Regions from separate parts of the Callithrix jacchus genome. Here region 2 is linked to region 1. The links are chromatin contacts, called in public Hi-C maps. All regions are on one chromosome and are shown on one strand. Each heading gives the region's core, a stretch centred on a gene start, on an enhancer-like site or on the middle of the called end of the contact. The rest is flanking DNA. Distances are from core to core; before and after follow the strand shown. Region 1 overlaps TTC28 (tetratricopeptide repeat domain 28). Region 2 overlaps ZNRF3 (zinc and ring finger 3).

What was found. Hi-C and Micro-C count contacts between places; a contact is called where the count stands out from the background.
Region 2: a contact with region 1 is called in a Hi-C map of induced pluripotent stem cells, with 6 times the contacts expected there. The contact joins two enhancer-like sites. A contact is called at or near these places in 3 of 3 Hi-C or Micro-C datasets (induced pluripotent stem cells and skeletal muscle).

The regions. Positions count from the first base shown.
Region 1 is chr1:199,305,498-199,310,039 of calJac240_pri, forward strand. All of the region lies in intron 1 of TTC28 (tetratricopeptide repeat domain 28), which reads right to left. Among named protein-coding and RNA genes, the nearest start is that of TTC28, 65 kb to the right of the region's middle. Within about 2 kb of position 1,569, at least 3 of the 16 cell types and tissues checked have an H3K27ac peak or open chromatin away from gene starts, as enhancers often do.
Region 2 is chr1:199,499,135-199,504,276 of calJac240_pri, forward strand. All of the region lies in intron 1 of ZNRF3 (zinc and ring finger 3), which reads left to right. Among named protein-coding and RNA genes, the nearest start is that of ZNRF3, 13 kb to the left of the region's middle. Within about 2 kb of position 3,172, at least 6 of the 16 cell types and tissues checked have an H3K27ac peak or open chromatin away from gene starts, as enhancers often do.

The sequences.
Region 1 (4,542 bases), core at 319-2,818:
AATAAATAAACAAACAACGATCAGTGGCCTGAAGAGAGTCATTTCAATACCAAATAGAAAAGTTACCAATCAAATGGTGGCAGTTAGAAAACACTTTTCTTTGTGGTTTTTTTCTTGAAAAACAAAGAAACAAACACATCTTTGTGTCTTCTAACATGTACTTTAGAAGACACATGTAACAGAAACTTTTCAATCACTTTTTTACCTCATCTCTTATAACAGCACACTCAGTAAAAGACAATGATTTTCCCCCACAGAGGAAGACAGTCCTCTGATGAAAGGTATAGGAGGAGCTGCACTCCCCCACTAGAACCACCAAACGAGGGCTAATCTCGTCTTATAGATTTTTATTTTCTTTTTAAGTAAAAACTAAAAAATATTAAATTGGTGTATTTATAATATGAAATATTATGAAGCTGTTAAAAATAAATTACATGTAAACTGCCCAGAGAAAAATAAGCACACTGCAAATCTAACATTTAAAAAGTATCTCATTTTAGGAAGATGTTGATAAGGATATAAAGTTTCAGTTAGACTGGAGGAATAAATGTTAGTGGTCTATTAAATTGCATGGTGGTCACAGTTAATAAAAATGTATAACTCAAAACTGCTAAAATAGATTTTTAATGTTCTCACCATAAAAACAAATAAATAAATTTGGTAAGGCAATGTATGTGTTAATTAGCTTGACTGAATCCTTCCATAATGTATACACAGATCAAAACATCACATTGTACTCCATATAGATAATTGTCAATTTTTTAATTGTTCTAAGTATCCCTTTTCTTTAAGATGTATGTAGGGGTATGTCTGTGAGTACATGTGTTTATGTGTATGAAGTTACAGATATATTGTAAAATGTCTCCAAAAATATTTAAACCGAATAAAAACAGTTAACTCTAGGGACTGGAATGGGGAATAGAGTGAGCAATAAGCCAAGAGGGGAATATAATTTTTATTGTTTGAAATTTTTCCAAAAGTATCTTTGAGTTACTTTGGTAATTTAAAAAATTTATATGTGTATATATATACATGCAATGTACAGACTGACCAAAAAGACCTGAACACAGATTCAAATGCAAATTATAAGCCTGTCATAAAATCATGTCTTTAAGGCGTATAAAATAATAAACTATGTAATAACAATGAACCATTTATTGCCAAAGATAATAGGTAATAACAACTGTTCTGGTAATGAACGTAACATGAGAAGAAATGCCAATTGCCTTTGATGGATTTAGCATACGGTAGTAACAGGTAGCTACTCCAAAATGTGGTGCCTAGGTATATCAAATATTTTAAGCTGAAGTAATTTGAGAAACGGTAAGTGCTGGAAGAACTCTCTGACCTTCCTCTGAAGCAGGTACTAACACTGTCCTTAAACTTGACGGAAAGGAATATCCTTCTCTCTGAAAACAGAGGGATACTGAGAAGAATCCAAACGGGCCTTAATAAGTTTCTCCCCAGTTTATTACCTCTAGCTTATACCCACATTGTCCTGTCACATTTTTTCACAATTTTCCACTGCTTATCAAACTAGGATAAAAATGCTCAGGCTTAACTATTGATTTGGGTCTTCCTTCCCTTGTAAAGTCTCTCGTGTCATGTAAAACTTATATTAAATTCACTTAAATGCTTTTATCTTGCTAATCTCATTTGTTATAGGGGCCTCACCTAAGATCTTAGAAGGGTAGAAGTAAATATATTTTTTTATCTCCTATTGTTAGAATATAAACTTTTGCTTAAATTTAAAGAAAGCATCACTTTCTTACATATGAAAAAAAAAATCCCCTTTCCTGATTATCATTCCAACTGTCTACACAAAGCAGAAAAACTTTTCATCTCCTTAAAAACAAGACTAAAATTACGCAAAATAATTACATAAAAAAGATAATTTAATTGTTAATATTTATTCTAAATACAGTGTTTGACTCATAACTGATTTTAATGTCATGAGACAGAATGTAAAGATGTTAAAACAATTTGGAGTTAGATTAAATAGAGGTTCTCATTCTAATTTTTTTCCTACTCTGTAACTGTGGGCAAATTACTTAAATTTCTCTGAACCTTACTTTACCTTTAAAATATAGATAGCACCACCTATAACAGATGATTGTTATGAGGATGTGCCTTTCACTCACAAAGTTCACTGAACCCTTTACCAAGCATATCCCAAATCCCTCAGCTTCTCTTCATTTCCACCACCAGTACTCTAGTACAAGTTAGCTACATCATTAGCCTCCCTGCTTTCGCTTTCACTCTCCTACTTACCATTTCCTTCACAGTGGTTGTTTGTACTTTCCCATAAATTAAACTGTGGAAAAGGACTTCCAAAATGGCAGAGTAAAGTCTTCCAAAAATCTGTTCTTCCACAAAACAATGAGAACACTAGCAGAACTTGTCAAAATCAACTTTTTCAGGATTTTGGAAATTAACCAACAAATTGTACCAACAGCCGAGTCTCAGTAAAAGTAGCAAGCTTTGTGGGGTTTTTAACTTGTACTATTTCTATCCCTTTTCCCCACCTATGTGATCAACTTAAAAACCAGCAGCCTTCTCACCACAATAGATATGAAAATCAGAAGCTTAGAAGCAAAGAGAGGGGTCAGAATTGTTTGGAGCTCTTCAAAAATACCCTACCCCCAGAAAATTACCACTACTTGACTTGTCTGGCAGCTCCCTAGAGAAGTTCCATTCACAAGACTATATTTGACGTAACTCAGAGGTAGCTCAATGTGAGCAACCCTCTTCACAAGGCATCTCTCAAATAAAAGCAGTGGCAACTGCTTAACATCAAACTGCCTGATGCAGCGATACATACTGGGTAAATAAGAGTTTAATAAAAAATCTTAAAAGAAAATTCTGGAGAATGAGATGTCTATAGGGGGTTTTTAAAACTCCAAAATATCCCTGGGAATCTATAAATGTGCAGTACTGTGTGCATACCCAAGAAGAACCCAAGAAGCTCCTAATCTCTCATCTGGCTGTCCTTGAGGTTCTACACAAACGGGAAGTGAAGGCTAAGAGTTGTAAACTACCAGAGTGCTGAAGGTGTGCCCAAACATACACAGGGAACTCTTCAGCAAAGGCTGGGAAATGTAGTAAGTAGTTCAAGGCATTGAAGGAATCCTATCAAATCTTTAGCTGAGGACTAAGCTAACTGAGCACACTTCAGTAGCTACACATAACAAAGAATCGAGATTTTAAAGAGTTTAGGAAAGTCACTAACACAAAAAAGGCAATAACAACAACAACAAACTCTAGGACTATAGAGGGAGATCTGATTTCTAAAGTTGCCACATTATATTACCTAAAATGTCCAGTTTTCAACAAAAAAAATGATGAGACACAAATAAAAACAGGAAAGTACTGTCCATACACTGGGGAAAAAAGCAGTAATAGAAACTGACCGTTAGGAAATCAAGATATTGGACTTACTAGACAAAGATACTAAATCAACCATTAAAAACGTGTTCAGGCCAGGCGCAGTGGTTCACACCTATAATTCCAGCACTTTAGGAAGCCAAGGCCGGCAGATCACCTGAGGTCAGGAGTTGGAGACTAGCCTGATCAATATGATCAAACCCTGTCTCTAGGCCAGGCGCAGTGGCTCACGCCTATAATCCCAGCACTTTGGGAGGCCGAGGCTGGTGTATCACGAGGTCAAGAGATGAAGACCATCCTGGTCGACATGGTGAAACCCCGTCTCTACTAAAAATACAAAAAATTAGCTGGGCATGGTAGTGTGTGCCTGTAATCCCAGCTACTCGGGAGGCTGAGGCAGGAGAATTGCCTGAACCCAGGAAGCGGAGGTTGCAGTGAGCCGAGATCGCACCATTGCACTGGAGCCTAAGCAAAAAGAGCAAAACTCCATCTCAAAAAAAAAGTTCAATGGAAACTATGGAATTAAGGGAAAACATGAACAATGTCTTACCAAATGGAGAATATCAATTAAAAAAATAATAATAATTCCAGAATTTAAAAATATGTAATAAAAAAATCACTAGAGGGGCTCAAAACCAGACTTGAATAGACAGAAAAAAGTCAGTGAACTGCAATCTCAGACTCTGGCTTATATTATAGGAAACTAAAATTGAATGGTCTCTGCAACATCATTTGGACTTATTGGTGTTAGAACTTGAAAGAGAATTCTGGATTCTTGAGTCCTTAAATCATGGACTCCTTTGTCCAGGGAAGTAGTGTGCTACAGTGATAAGGACAAAGTCTTTAGAATTACATCAACCTGGGTTTAAGTCCAAATCTTCAATTACTAACTAAATGTCCCAGACAAGTATATAATCTCCCACTAAGTATAAGTGTTCTATTTTATAAAGTAGTGATAAAAATAATATCTACCTCATAAGATTATTGTAAGTATAAAATTGTCATCACAAATAAAAGGATTTCGGAGAACTAGAGGACGCCACACTTTCAGACAAAGTCTGGTTGCTCACGGAGCAGAAGATCCCCCAGTGGAGGAAACACACGGGTCGCCAGCGTGACTCTCATGGCCGGCGCAGCGGTTCCGCCCGCACCTCGGCG
Region 2 (5,142 bases), core at 1,922-4,421, 200 kb after region 1:
CAGTGAGCTGAGATCACGCCACAGCACTCCAGCCTAGGTGACAGAGCAAGACTCTGTCTCAAAAAAAAAAGGCTGGGCACCGTGGCTCCACGCCTGTAATCCCAGCACGTTGGGAGGCCGAGGCTGGCGGATTACCTGAGTCAGGAGTTCAAGACTAGCCTGGCCAACATGGTGAAACCCTGTCTCCATTAACAAAAAAAAAAAAAAAAAAAAAAGAGAGAGAAAGCAGATTTGTTCAGGATTGCTGGAAAGTGTATTATTTTATTCTAAGTTTCACTTAAAAGTCTTACGAAAGGCCAGGCACGGTGGCTCATGCCTGTAATCCCAGTATTTTGGGAGGCTAAGGCAGGTGGATCGCTTGAGCCCAGGCATTCAAGACCAGCCTAGGCAATGTGGTGAAACCCCGTTTCTAAAAAAATACAAAAAACAGCTGGGCATGGTGACAGCTACCTGGGAGGTTGGGGTGGGAGGAGGGAGGATGACTTGAGCCCAGGAGGTTGAGGCTGCAGTGAGCCAAGATTGTACCACTGCATTCCAGCCTGGGCAACAGAGTGAGAACCTATCTTAAAAAAACAAAAAACAAGGCCGGGCGCGGTGGCTCAAGCCTGTAATCCCAGCACTTTGGGAGGCCGAGGCGGGTGGATCATGAGGTCAAGAGATCGAGACCATCTTGGTCAAAATGGTGAAACCCCATCTCTATTAAAGATACAAAAAATTAGCTGGGCATCGTGGCACGTGCCTGTAATCCCAGCTACTCAGGAGGCTGAGGCAGGAGAATTGCCTGAACCCAGGAGGCGGAGGTTGCGGTGAGCCAAGATCGCGCCATTGCACTCCAGCCTGGGTAACAAAAGTGAAACTCCGTCTCAAAAAAAAAACAAAAACAAAAAAAAGTCTTGGGAGCCAGTGTGGTGGCTCATGCCTGTAATCCCAATACTTTGGGACGCCAAGGCAGGTGGATCATGAGGTCAAGAAATCAAGACCATCTTGGCCAACATGGTGAAACCCCATCTCTACTAAAAATACAAAAATTAGCTGGGTGTGGTAGCACACGCCTGTCTGTAGTCCCAGTTACTTGGGAGGCTGAGACAGGAGAACTGCTTGAAGCCAGAAGGCAGAGGTTGCAGTGAGCTGAGATCATGCCACTGAACTCCAGCTGGGCAACATAGTCAAAAAAAAAAGGAAAGAAAACTGTGTTTTCAGTGATTTTCCCCAAGCCTTTTTTTTTGGGGGGGGGGCTACTGCACCTGGCCGAAAACACCATTTTCTTTTTTTTTTTTTTTTAACTTGTACATGTCAAGGAAGAAAACACAGCTTTCTAAAGGGACTTCTCTGGCCTGGGGCAGTGGCTCACTCCTGTAATCCCAACACTTTGGGAGGGTGATGCAGGTAGATCACCTGAAGCCAGGAGTTTGAAACCAGCCTCGCCAACATGGTGAAACCCCATCTCCACTGAAAATATAAAAAATTAGCCGGGCATGGTGGTGCATGCCTATAATCCCAGCTACTCTGGAGGCTGAGGTAGGAGAATCACTTGAATCCAGGAGACAGAGGCTGTGGTGAGCTGAGATCGTGCCGTTGCACTCCAGCCTGGGCAACAAGGGAGAAACTGTCTCAAAAAAATAAATAAAAAATAAAGGGACTCCTCTAATCTTGACCAAGGTAGAAGGCAGTGTCCCACACTCTCTCAGGTACCAGCATAAGAGGGAGGAGAACAATTTGCTTTTGTGCAGACTTGAGGTTCTCCTGAAATTCACCACCCTTTACCTGTGTTCAATCATTTGCATTCAGTGTTTTTTTATTTGGTGTCCAGAAGCTGAGTATGATTAGCCATTACAACTGCAATAAACTGATATTTCTAGCATCGTGATCATAACCACTGCCAGAAAAGCTTGGATTTGGAGTCATGAATTCATCCTGAACACTGTGCTGCCTTTATCTTGCTCTCAGGGGAGCAGAATCCAGAAGAGGAGAGAGACATGCAAATAGTTCCAATGCAATGTAACTGTAACCATCCCTAAGTGGTGATACTGAGGAAAGAGAAAGATGCTTGGCTCCCCAGGGCCATCAGGGAAGACTTTATAAAGGAGAGGATATTCAAATGGGCTTTGAAGGATGAGTAAGAGTTTGCACAAAATTTAGCTTCTTTTCTTCTTGCCTCTTTTCCCTGCCAAAGAAGCCAGATGCCACCTGCACCTGAGACAGAATTTCAAGAAAGCAATAATAGTTCATCTGGTACTAAAAATGACTTGAAACTAAAGAAAAAAATATATTCAGCCTTAACACCTGCTACTGTCCCCAAGTCAGTATAAGAAGATCCTTCTAGATTTCTGTAGATACTTATTTTAACTCTTATCCCTTGTCTCCTTCCTACATTCACTCCAGCCCCTTCAACACTTCCTTTATAAAGATATCTATAATTTTTTTTTTTTTGAGATGGAGTCTTGCTCTGTCACCCAGGCTGGAGGGCAGTGGTGTGATCTCAGATCACTGCAACCTCCACATCCCAGGATCAAGCAATTCTTGTGCCTCAGCCTCCCAAGTAGCTGGGATTACAGTTGCCTGCCACTACACCCACCTAACTTTTGTACTTTTAGTAGAGATAGGGTTTCACCATGTTGGCTAGGCTGGTCTCGAACTCCTGACCTCAGGTGATCTACCTGCCTTGGCCTCCCAAAGTGCTGGTATCACAGGCATGAGCCACTGCACCTAACCTTAATCAATAACTTTTTTTTTTTTTAAGACGGAGTTTCACTCTTGTTACCCAGGCTGGAGTGCAATGGCGCGATCTCTGCTCACCGCAACCTCCGCCTCCAGGTTCAGGCAATTCTCCCGCCTCAGCCTCCTGAGTAGCTGGGATTACAGGCACGTGCCCTATGCCCAGCCAATTTTTTTTATTTTTAGTAGAGATGGGGTTTCACCATGTTGAGCTGGATGGTCTCGATCTCCTGACCTCGTGATCCACCCGCCTCGGCCTCCCAAAGTGCTGGGATTACAGGCTTGAACCACCGTGCCCGGCAATAACTTTGTTTTTAAATGGGAGACAGGATGTGTGTGTGTGTGTGTGTGTGTGTGTGAGAGAGAGAGAGAGAGAGAGAGAGAGAGAGAGAGAGAGAATGAGAGAATATCCTTCTCCATTTCTGCATTTGGCCTTAAATTTTACACACTCACCACCTTCACTTCCCTGGGAAAGCGCTTCAGGTCTCTGGGGCTTGGACAGTGTTACTGATCTCCCTTGGAGGCCCAGGAGAGATATCTCTGGGATCAGGAGCTGGGATGGAACCCAGGGCTCCAAAGATGGGACAAGGCTATGCTCTGTGTACCTGTCCTGCCTCCTCACTTTGAAAAATGAGGTAGACGACCTTTTGTATTTCCTCTTGTTTTCTTTCTGCACCCCACTTGGCTTGGCAGCCATAAATCCACACTGTTTCCTTCTTGGCATTTCTTAAATGTGTTCTGCCTGAATTAAAAGCTGAAAAGGGGGAGGCCCAGTAGACCTTGAAATGTTTAGCTTGCCTTCTGTCCTTGGCCACCTGCTTGACAGGTCCCACAGCTCTCCTGGGAGAGTGAGCAGCTGACGAAATCCCAGAGGCCCTGAAACCTCTCTTCCAGTAACTGCCCATGTTTGCATATCCTGGTTCAAGAACAGGAACTGCTTGTTGGAAACTGATCAGGGAGCTAAAGTTACTGATTAAGTGGATTAGCTTCCAGCTGCAGGCAGTGTCCTCCCTGAGAAAGAGGGAATCTGTAGGGTTGTTTTTACAGATTAAAATCTCTCTTATTTGTCCACTTTCTACTTCTAAAAGTTCTTGGAACCCGTTTCCAGGAAAAAGCCAGGTAAGACAGAGTAGGGAAAAACAGTAAGCCTTGTTTTTATCTTCTATACTTTAAAGTTCCCTTTATTTTCAGAGAGACATACATGAGGATGTCTGAAATAAGTCAACTTTAGGAAGGATAGCTAAAGAGTGTTGGACATGTGCCAGGCACTGTGTGAGCACTTGGCATCTGATCTCTCTTTGGTTCCTGCAAGTTAGGAATTGGCTCCGTTTCTCAGAGGAGAATGAGGCCCCCTGAAGTTAAGCCCATGACCATGAAATTAGTCAGTGGTGGAACTGGGGTCTTATGTTTTTGAGACAGGGTCTCACTCTGTTGCTCAGGCTGGAGTACAGTGGTGCCATCACAGCTTACTGTAGCCTCTACTTCCCAGGTTCACATGATCTTCCCACCTCAGTCTCCCACATAGCTGAGACTATAGGTGCATGCCGCCATGCCCGGCTAATGGAACTGGGATTCAAATCTAGATTCCTTGCCCTGTGTCCTGGAGGTTGGCCAGTCATGGAAAAGATCCAGGCCTAATCCACTGCTTTTAGGATGTGACACTTCTCAGTAAACTCAGTGACCCCTTCTTTCAGTAATTTGCATTTTATTAGATAGAAACTGAAAATCATGTCAAGGTGTCTGAAACCAGCAAAAGAATGGTTTTTGGTTTTTTTTTGGTCTTTGTTCCCATTCCTTGGTTGTGGTTGGGGGCTGGGTGACATTTGCTGTGCAGACAATAGCCCAGGAGCCAGGCAGAGTCCACACCTAGCTAAGTAAATAGCACTCGAAGGCCCTCGCAGCTCATGCAAGCTCCCCAAGGGTGCCTTGCTTTGAGAGACAACCACGAGAATGTGCTTGCCCTTGGACTGGGAGCCTGGAATCCAGAGCTCTGGTCCTAGTTCTACTGTTATTAACACTTGCACCTCTCTGTTCCTCATCTCTGAAGTGAAGAAAACCAAGCTGATGATGTTTGAGGCCTGAGGCTGCAGGAGTCAGTTTGACTTGGGCAGTGCAGCCTGGTGGTTAGGCACACAGATAATAGAATCCAGTTGCCTGGGGTCCAGTGTGAGTTCGTGGCTCGACAAGGTGGAGCCTGTAATCCTAGCACTTTCGGAGGTCAAAGTGGGAGACCAGTGTAGACAACAGAGCAAAACCTAGTTTCTACAAAAAATAAATAATTAATTGGGCAGGGTGGTGTGCACCTGTAGTCCCAGCTACTTGGGAGGCTGAGGTGGAATGGGAGGATTGCTTGAGCCCAGGAATTCAAGACTGCTGTGAGCTATGATCACGCCACTGCACTCCAGTCTGAGTGAGAGAGCAAGACCT